2 separate regions of the Pan troglodytes genome follow, and region 1 is linked to region 2. The links are chromatin contacts, called in public HiChIP or PLAC-seq maps. All regions are on one chromosome and are shown on one strand. The core of a region is the stretch at or near the end of the contact, and the rest is flanking DNA. Distances in the headings are between cores, read along the strand shown. Region 1 holds the start of PPA2 (inorganic pyrophosphatase 2). Region 2 holds the start of CXXC4 (CXXC finger protein 4).

What was found. HiChIP or PLAC-seq counts read pairs in DNA pulled down with a chosen protein or histone mark.
Region 1: an H3K4me3 HiChIP or PLAC-seq map of stem cell-derived excitatory neurons shows a contact between it and region 2, with 13 times the contacts expected there. The contact joins the promoter of PPA2 here to the promoter of CXXC4 in region 2. A contact is called at or near these places in 1 of 7 Hi-C or Micro-C datasets (stem cell-derived neural progenitor cells) and 1 of 1 datasets of contacts at active chromatin or transcription factors (stem cell-derived excitatory neurons).

What each region holds. Positions count from the first base shown.
Region 1 is chr3:106,929,169-106,933,517 of NHGRI_mPanTro3-v2.0_pri, forward strand. It overlaps PPA2 (inorganic pyrophosphatase 2), which reads right to left and starts at 2,166. Exons shown (of 12, transcript XM_517378.8): 1 at 1,936-2,166. The coding sequence starts at 2,092.
Region 2 is chr3:105,947,894-105,951,968 of NHGRI_mPanTro3-v2.0_pri, forward strand. It overlaps CXXC4 (CXXC finger protein 4), which reads right to left and starts at 2,145. Exons shown (of 5, transcript XR_008547579.2): 1 at 1,795-2,145; 2 at 1,600-1,675.

The sequences.
Region 1 (4,349 bases), core at 916-3,415, 980 kb after region 2:
CTAGTTACAGAAAAATCATGAGTCCTAAGTACATTTGCAGCTAAAGAAACAAACCAACAATAAGAGGCCAACATACTCCCAAAAATGCCCCCATTCGACATCCTGTCTTAACAGAGACTGTTAGAATCTCCGTTATTCATCCAATGCCTTCAGGGAATACCAGTGCTGAGAAGGACCTTGAGGATCATCACTTCAAGGTCAAAAGCTTCATTTTACAGCTGAAGAAACTGGCTCTGTGAGAAAGAACTGAAGTAACCACCCACCCAACAGCACACAGCGAGTTAACGGCAGAGCCAAGATTATGGCCTAGGACTCCCCATTCCAAATCCGGTACTGGGTCAACTACTCTGTGCGCTCCAGGCTTCTCAAGCCTGTTTTTGCTCAACCAGTGTATTTACTTTTTCCATAATTATAGTAATATTGTGAATCTCTGTACTATGCCTAACAGTGTCTAGCACACTTCATAAATATTTATTATTTGGGTATCTATTAATTACCGTACTTATTGCAAATCTAGAATACTTGCAGTAGACAGGCCTTTTTTAAATCTGCTTAAAAAGCGAACTGCCACTTCATAATTTTTTCTGACTATTCCCATTAATCATCACATGGTAACCTTTTAGAACATAATCCATTCAGAAATTTGAGACTTCCTGTTCACCTGATCAGTCTTAACCAAAGATAGAAGAAAATATGTGGCATAGGGTGAAAACTGCAACCAATTTTGAAGAAAATAGAAATTCTAGTACTAGTTGCATTATAATCACACGACTTTAGGCAAACTCTTCTTTCCCACAAAATAATCCTCGACCCTAAACTCATGTAGCATAACTGCAAATCTCTCATAAATTACAAATATCTATAATGATTATAGGTATTAACAATAGTAATTTATATTTTAGGCCCTGTGACTAATCACTTTACATATATAATGTCATGTAATACTTGCAGCCCTATTTTACGGATGAGAAAAAACAAGGCTTAGCAACTTAAACTCGTCCGGGGTCACAGAGTTAAGACGTGAAGAACTCGAGGGCCTGCTTAGAACTGAAAGCCTCCAAAGCCAGTGCTCCGAAAAGGGGAGCGATAATGCAAGGCCCACTTTGATACTACCACTCCAAGGCTCTGCAGTCAGTGGGGCGTGAAGGCAAGCGACCGAGATCGCTATTTTCAGTTACGGTTAACGTACACAGTGAAACAATGCGGTACACGGAACAATGAGTCACGAAGACCTGGGTCCTTTCTCTGAGCTGGGCAACTCAGGGACCCCCCGAAGTCGCTTAGCCCTCTGGGCTTGTTCAGCTTGGGGAGGATAAGGGGCTGCTCCGGAACCAACGAGGCTTTGGATGGTGGATCACACTCAGGGTGTAAACTTGTGCGTACCAAGTCAAGCTTCTGGGAAAGAACCTTCATCAGAGTCCCTCAAAAAAAGAAGACGCGCTGGATTAGGCATCCGCAAAGTTCCGCCTGCCTCTCCGACGTCAGGGAGCTCCCGCAGTAGGAGGTTTCTTACGCCTCTAGGAAGGCCGGCATGTGGGCGGGCTCTGCCTTCCCTTCCTCACTGAGTTGTGTGAACCAGGAACGGCGGCCGGGCCGGCTAATGGCTGCAGGCCGCCGCGGTGTGGCCGCCTGCACTCTGACTACCCCTCGGGGAGGGCGGCTGGCAGGGCACAGGGCGCTGTCTACCCCCCAGCCGGCAGCCCTGCGCCTCTGCGCTCCGCTTTGGGGTCTTGATCCGCCGCCTCCTCGCTGGCAGTTCTCGTGACTCGGTGCGCGCTCCCGCGGGAAGGAAGGTGGCCTGGACCGCGCGGCTACCGCTGAGGGCCCCAAAAAGAGAGAAGGGAGACCGCGCGGGGCGTCCCAAGTGTCCCCCATTCCATCCCCCACCCAGGTTTCTCCGGTGCGCCGCTCGGCGAACCTCCGGGAGCTACTTACTAAAGAAGAGGCGGTAATTCTGCGAGCAGGGCTGGCCGCGCTCCTCAGTGTGGTACAGGGCCATAGCACGGCGCGACCCGGTCCCTGCACTGGTCCCCAACCGCAGGCACGCAGCGGCTGGGGCACCCGTGCGCAGCAGCCGCAGCAGCGCGCTCATGGCGTCAATGACCGTCCTGCTGTGCGCGCGGAGCTACCTGGGGGCTCAGCCGGGCCGCACGCCGGTGCCCCCTACCGTCCGGAGTCATCCCTCCCGCCCCGGCGCTTGGGCTGCGATCCTGGTCCCTGCCAGTGGAATCTGGGCCACCAGCCAGTTGTGCGCACTATGCCCTCAGCGAGGCCGCAGCTCAAAGACGAGTGAGACAAGACCCACCACCCCTGAAGAGCTCACTGCCACTCGTTAATTCAAACATTTATTCATGCCTTCATTTATCCCGTCAAGATTTACTATCATGATTTTTTATTATAGTGATGTAATATTGAGTGATTACTCTGTGCCAGGAACTGCTCTAGACCCTGTCCAATATAGGAGATGAGCGCACATGCACGCAAAGACATCACTGTAAGACAAAATGATCAGGCCACCACGTGAAAACGTGACGTTGACACCGACTTACAGAGCAAAAAAACCCTAAGTAGCTTACTCAAATGCCATCTTCTCCATGAGGCCATTTCCTAACCCAGTAGAGATTATTTATTCTTTCTTTTATTTTATTATTTGTTGTTGTTGTTTTGTTTTTGAGACGGAGTCTCACACTGTTGCCTGGGCTGGAATGCAATGGTACAATCTCGGCTCACTGCAACCTCCGCCTCCTGGGTTCAAGCTATTCTCCTGCCTTAGCCTCCTGAGAAACTGGGATTACAGGCATGCGTCACGACGCCCAGCTAATTTTTGTATTTTTAGTAGAGACAGGGTTTCCCCATGTTGGTCAGACTGGTCTCGAACTCCCGACCTCCGGTGATCCGCCTGCGTTGGCCTTCCAAAGTGCTGGGATTGCAGGCGTGAGCCACCGCACATCGGCCAGGTGGGGTGGCACACGCCTGTAGTTCCAGCTACTTGGGAGGCTGAGATAGGAGGATGGTTTGAGCCAATATCCGGGAGAATGGATATTGTAGAACAACCAGTAGTCTGCCACAAGTGTCATTTTATTTTTTTCTAGTCCATCTTCTTTGGGACTATCATCATCTAGGCTACTTTCCTACTGGGCACCCAGGTTCTTTCAGCATCTCCAATTATCGTGTGATCATTAAAATTGAGATACTGGTCTACCCAAGTTCCAGAAAGGATTCCTAGGAGATATTGTGACTAGCTACTTAGAGACACTCTACTAAGATTATAGATCCTAAAATGTTTTTGTCAACAGTGGTAGCTTTGTAATGTGTCAACTTGAATAGGCATAACTATAAGGCAAATGCTCCCATAAAAAGGAGAGAAAATCTCTTCTGTGCATATATCACAGAGTTGTATAATTTTTGTTTATGTTGGAAAAAAAGCTTAATTTTTCTATTAACTTTTGAAGATTAGATATTTAAATAAGACAAATTCCTATGGAGGCAAGGTTGTAGGCTAATTTCTAATGATCTGTGGATACTTAAAGTATCCAGGCTGGGCGTGGTGGCTCATGCTTGTAATTCTAGCACTTTGGGAGGCCAAGGTGGGAGGATCACTTGATCCCAGGAGTTTGAGACCAGCAGTCTGGGCAACATGGTAAAACCCATCTCCATAAAAAATACAAAAATTGGCCAGGCGGGGTGGCACACGCCTGTAGTTCCAGCCACTTGGGAGGCTGAGATAGGAGGATGGTTTGAGCCTAAGAGGCGGAGGTTGCAGTGAAGCCAAAATCATGCCATTGCAATCCAGCTTCCGCAACAGAGCCACACCCTGTTTAAAAAAAAAAAGTTATCTATTGAGATAATCCAGCATAAAGTTCTGAGGTCCCTCTTGCTAATAGCTTTTCTTAACTCTGGCAACATATTTTATTAGTAACTGACAACAAGTTATATGCATCCTGATTTGAAGAAATCAACAAAGATACTAAACGTTTCTGAATATAAATGTTTACTTAAAATGAAATCTTGACACTAACTTGTTATTTTGTAAATTGCATTGTAAAATGTTACCAAGTTATCATGCATTCAGAAAAGAAAACACTGACTTTTGTTAAGTAGGTTTACATTTATTTTTAATCACTTAAATTTCCATCTTTCATTCTCTACAGTTTACTGGAATATTTGAGAATCAAAATTAAAAATGCATAATATAAATGATAGGAAATAATAATAGGTATCAGGTTAGCTTTTAAAACTTTTTAAAAATACTCTGAGGGTAATGTTTATTACATAATGTTTAATTATGTACATATTCAAATTTAGACGTTTGGAGTCTAACATGTTGGATTTCCGTTATTGACATCTCC
Region 2 (4,075 bases), core at 895-3,394:
AACCAAGTGCCTGCAGCCTCTGTAAGAATATTCCTAATCATTCCTAATGGAGATTGCTGTCTCTTCGGAAGACAAGAGGAAAGCATGGGACTTTTTGAAAAGGATCTCTCACAATCACTGATTTTTACATTGAGTAAAAGGGGGGGGGGGTTAATGTGTTCTTTGCCAGAGAAAAATAACAATTAAAATTATTTTTTAATTTTGCTCTTTTTAAGAGGAAAGTTTAATGTTAACTGGGTATTTGCATTCATCTCCTTGCTTACAGGCCATTATTATGCTTTAGGAAGAGGTATTTTAGTTGTTTATTACAGAGGGAGAAGTACATCACAGCCTTTTAAGAAGTAAAGCAAAGGCATAAAGTGTATATTCACTTAAAAAACCAGTTTCTTTGTTTCCAGATTTTTTGGCCAGAATATCTTTTTGTGACATCTTTTGAAGCCCATAGATTGGTCTAGAATGCAGAGTTCAGGGAATTCTACGTGGGGGCCCAATAGTCTCCGTCTCAAATATTCAGAGTTCAAAATGGTTATCAATTATAGTAATTATGCTTATAATTAGGTTAATGAACCAGTTATGCCCAAACTCCAAGTGCAAAAACTTCAAGACCTACTGATGAGGTGCTCTAAAAAGAGGGGTTTATGTAAACAAATCCCTATTAGGCAAAGTAAATCAAGATAAGGAACCTCACCCCAGGCTGGATTAGAAGCTTGCAGGCATCTTTCAATCACAGCAAGTCCCTAATCACTCAGGAACCACCTCTGTGGTTTCGCATTAGGGAAAACTGCTCCCTTCTCAGGTCTGAGGGCAATACAAAAGGTGCCCCCAAAATGCTCTTGGCTAAATATTCCTGATGCTTGGAAGGGGTGGGGGAAGACACAGCAAGAATATGCATATAGCTTCAGTTTCTGCGAATCACATTGTAACTGCAAGACCATAATAACTGCTACTCAGTAAAAACTAGTTATGTCAACCATGCATTAGATATCATCACATTGAGTGGAGGGAAAATTTTCAACGTTTTAGTCTTTTGACCTTGTTCCAAATAAATAAATAATTTAATGTCCCTTTTTTAGAGTCTTAGAGTGGTGTTTCCAAACACAAGCTTTCCTTGCTTTTCTGATTGCCATCACCATCCCTCTTCCTACCTCAAGGTTTAATACCACCAGAAACTGTAGAAAATGATTATGCCCAGTATCCAGGTCATTATTGTTTAATCAATGCATCTCTGGAGCATGAAAAAGGTATCTAAGCCACAGCTATTGTTTGGATTTTATTTAAAAACAAAATAAAACACACACAAATAACTATAGTTCTATGCCAAAGCTAAATTAGAGATCCATACTTCATGATCCTGTTTTGCCTTTAAACAATGTGACTTTACATGCCTAATACTGTATGTCTGGTCTACCAGAGACATAGAGATCAAAGGTCATATTTAACATTCAGGAGGAGGGGCGGGTGCAGACTAATTAATAAATTAATACAGCGACGCTTTTTCTTGCTGGAGTCCAGCATTAATAATCTACTTTCACAATCCCAACGGACAGCAAACATTTAAGAGAAAAAAAAGCCAGAGAAAGAGAAAGAACAATCACTTACCAGTCTCTTTTTATTTGGGGAGCCTTAGAATTTGCAGACGCTGCCAGTCTGCCTTTAATTAGTTGCACATCACCCCCTAACACAAAGAAACACAAATCCAGATGTGTCTTGGCAGCTCCCAATTACAACTTTAATACTTGTAAACAAACTGTTGGGGAGGGGGGGATAAATAAATATGCGGATCAAAAAAAATACCTGTAAATGGCTTTTTTTTTCTTGTTGCAGAGAGAAGGAGGAGGAGATGGTGTTAGTGGTGGGGGTGGAAGGAGGAGGAGGTGGGGGGAGAGGAAAGAGTCGAGTGTGAGTGTATGTGTGAGAGCGCGGGTCTGTTGTCGGTGGTCTCTCCTCTCCCAGCGCGTTGCTCTCCGTCCGTCTCCAGTCGCTGTGTGCGAGGGAGGGAGGGAGCCGGGGAGTCTCTCCTCTCTCTCTCTCCCCTCTCTCTCTCTCTCTCTCTTCCCCTCTCTCTCACCCTCCCCCCTTCTCTCTCTGTTTGTGTGTGTGCGAGTGTGCGGTTGCTGGGGGAGGGGAGCCACAGAGAAAGGCGAGGGAGGAGGTGTGGAGGCTGGGGGCGGGGGCGCGGGGGTGGGGGTGATTGGCGCCGAGGTGAGGAGGACGCAGGGACGTGGACACCTACTGATGATTGGCTGCAAATTACACGGGGAACAAGAGGCGCACGCGGGCCAGCGCTCCTTTTCACAAATCCTCTCCTCGGCAGAGGAGCCACGTTTTCCCTGCTCGCCTGCGGATCGCCCTCCCTCCTCGCGCCCGGCTCTCCGGCTCAGCCCAGCACACAGGGCTGTTGATTATTTTCTTTTGCTCTCGGAGATAATTGTTTGGAAGGGTTGGAAAGAGGGCGTTTCCGCCACTCTGCGTGTGGGGTGTGTGTGTGCGTGCGTGTGCGGGTGTGTGTGTAAATAAACTTGTCTGGGATTTCTGGCTGGGTTGAGAAGAGCAATACAAGAAACAGAGAAAAGGTCATGTTTGTTTGAAGAATGCTCTTAGTTCGTACCCAATGGCATGGTTTTAAATAAATTTCCTGGTGTACCCAGGAAGACTTAAAAAAAAAAAAATACCATTTAGATCTTTAAAGTAAGGGAAAACGGACCGGTGTGGTTCTTCAGACCCTCGAAATACTATTATGCCAGAATGTAAAAACTCGGTGATATGATGCTTGGCCAATTTCAAAATCCATCTCAATCTCTGTCTCTCTTCTCTACTCTTCTCTCTCTCCTCCCAAAATCCTCTTTTACTATTCCATCTGGTAGTTCCAAAGAATAAATCAGATTTTTAACTCACTGCCCTATTTTTTAATTTCAAACTTTACTTAAACAAAAACTTTTGTCTTTCAGTCTATTTTAGAATAGTATGTAATTAACATTTCACTTCTTGCCACTTGGGAAAACATAGTTTATGAATTGAAACATAAATATTGTACGGCACGTCAAATATAAATAAAACTCGTTCATAAATGCAGCTGTAAATTAACCTCTTCACTGCTGCCTCAAATAAAACATTTGTGGACACATGCTATCCTACTATTAAAGTATACTCTAGTGGAAAAAGTTATAAGATACAGAATTATGAATACTTTTGAATAATATTTTTTCTAAGAGAAAAACTGGCTAAGGTAAGTTAGAGTAGGAAAGAAAAAACTTAAGATTATTTAAATTGGTGTTATCAAGCAGAGTACAAGTTTTGTATTAAAATTAAGTGTTTATTCTAGAGTAATGCAATATTAATTGTTCAGATAAGTGAGGAAAATATAATGTTTTGTTTCTTTAATAAGAAAAAATGCTGAAAAGACATTTTAAACCATTTTGTATTTGAATTTTCAAAAGATAGACTTTGACCATATCAAGACATTACCAACTATGGAGGATAAATTGTTGATAACAAGTTTGAAACTGTGGTGTGTGTGTGCCTACATGAAGGTGTTATTTCAAGAGTGGGCTACTATTGCAATAGGAAACAGGTGTATTTTGTGACTCATTGATTAATATACATGTTTTGTAATTTTTTTAAAGCATAAGCTGTTTGATTATTACCGGTTATTTGACATCTATAGACAAAATAACTGGAGGGTTAATAATTATTCAAGTTAATAAGATATTTTTATTCTTGTGCTAATGCGTTATAAAAGCAAAAAAGGAAATTTTCCATTTGATTATTTTGTTTTAGCTCAGCTTCATAGGAAATTTATCAGGAAAATGTAGTCACTTTTTAATGAGTGAAAACATGCTAGAAAAATGATAGATTCTTAAACATCTTTTCACAATATTTAAAATATCAGTCCAATGTTAGAAATTTTGAAGTTTATAAATAAGCAATGTTTTTAATCAAATAAAGACATCATGCTTTCTTTTGCCAAATTTTCTTTTCTGGAAATTTTCCTTTTTGGAAATTCCTTTTCTCATGCTTTCCTTTTTGGGACTCTTCAAGCTTACTTTCAAAATGAAATCTTAAACACATGAGAGAA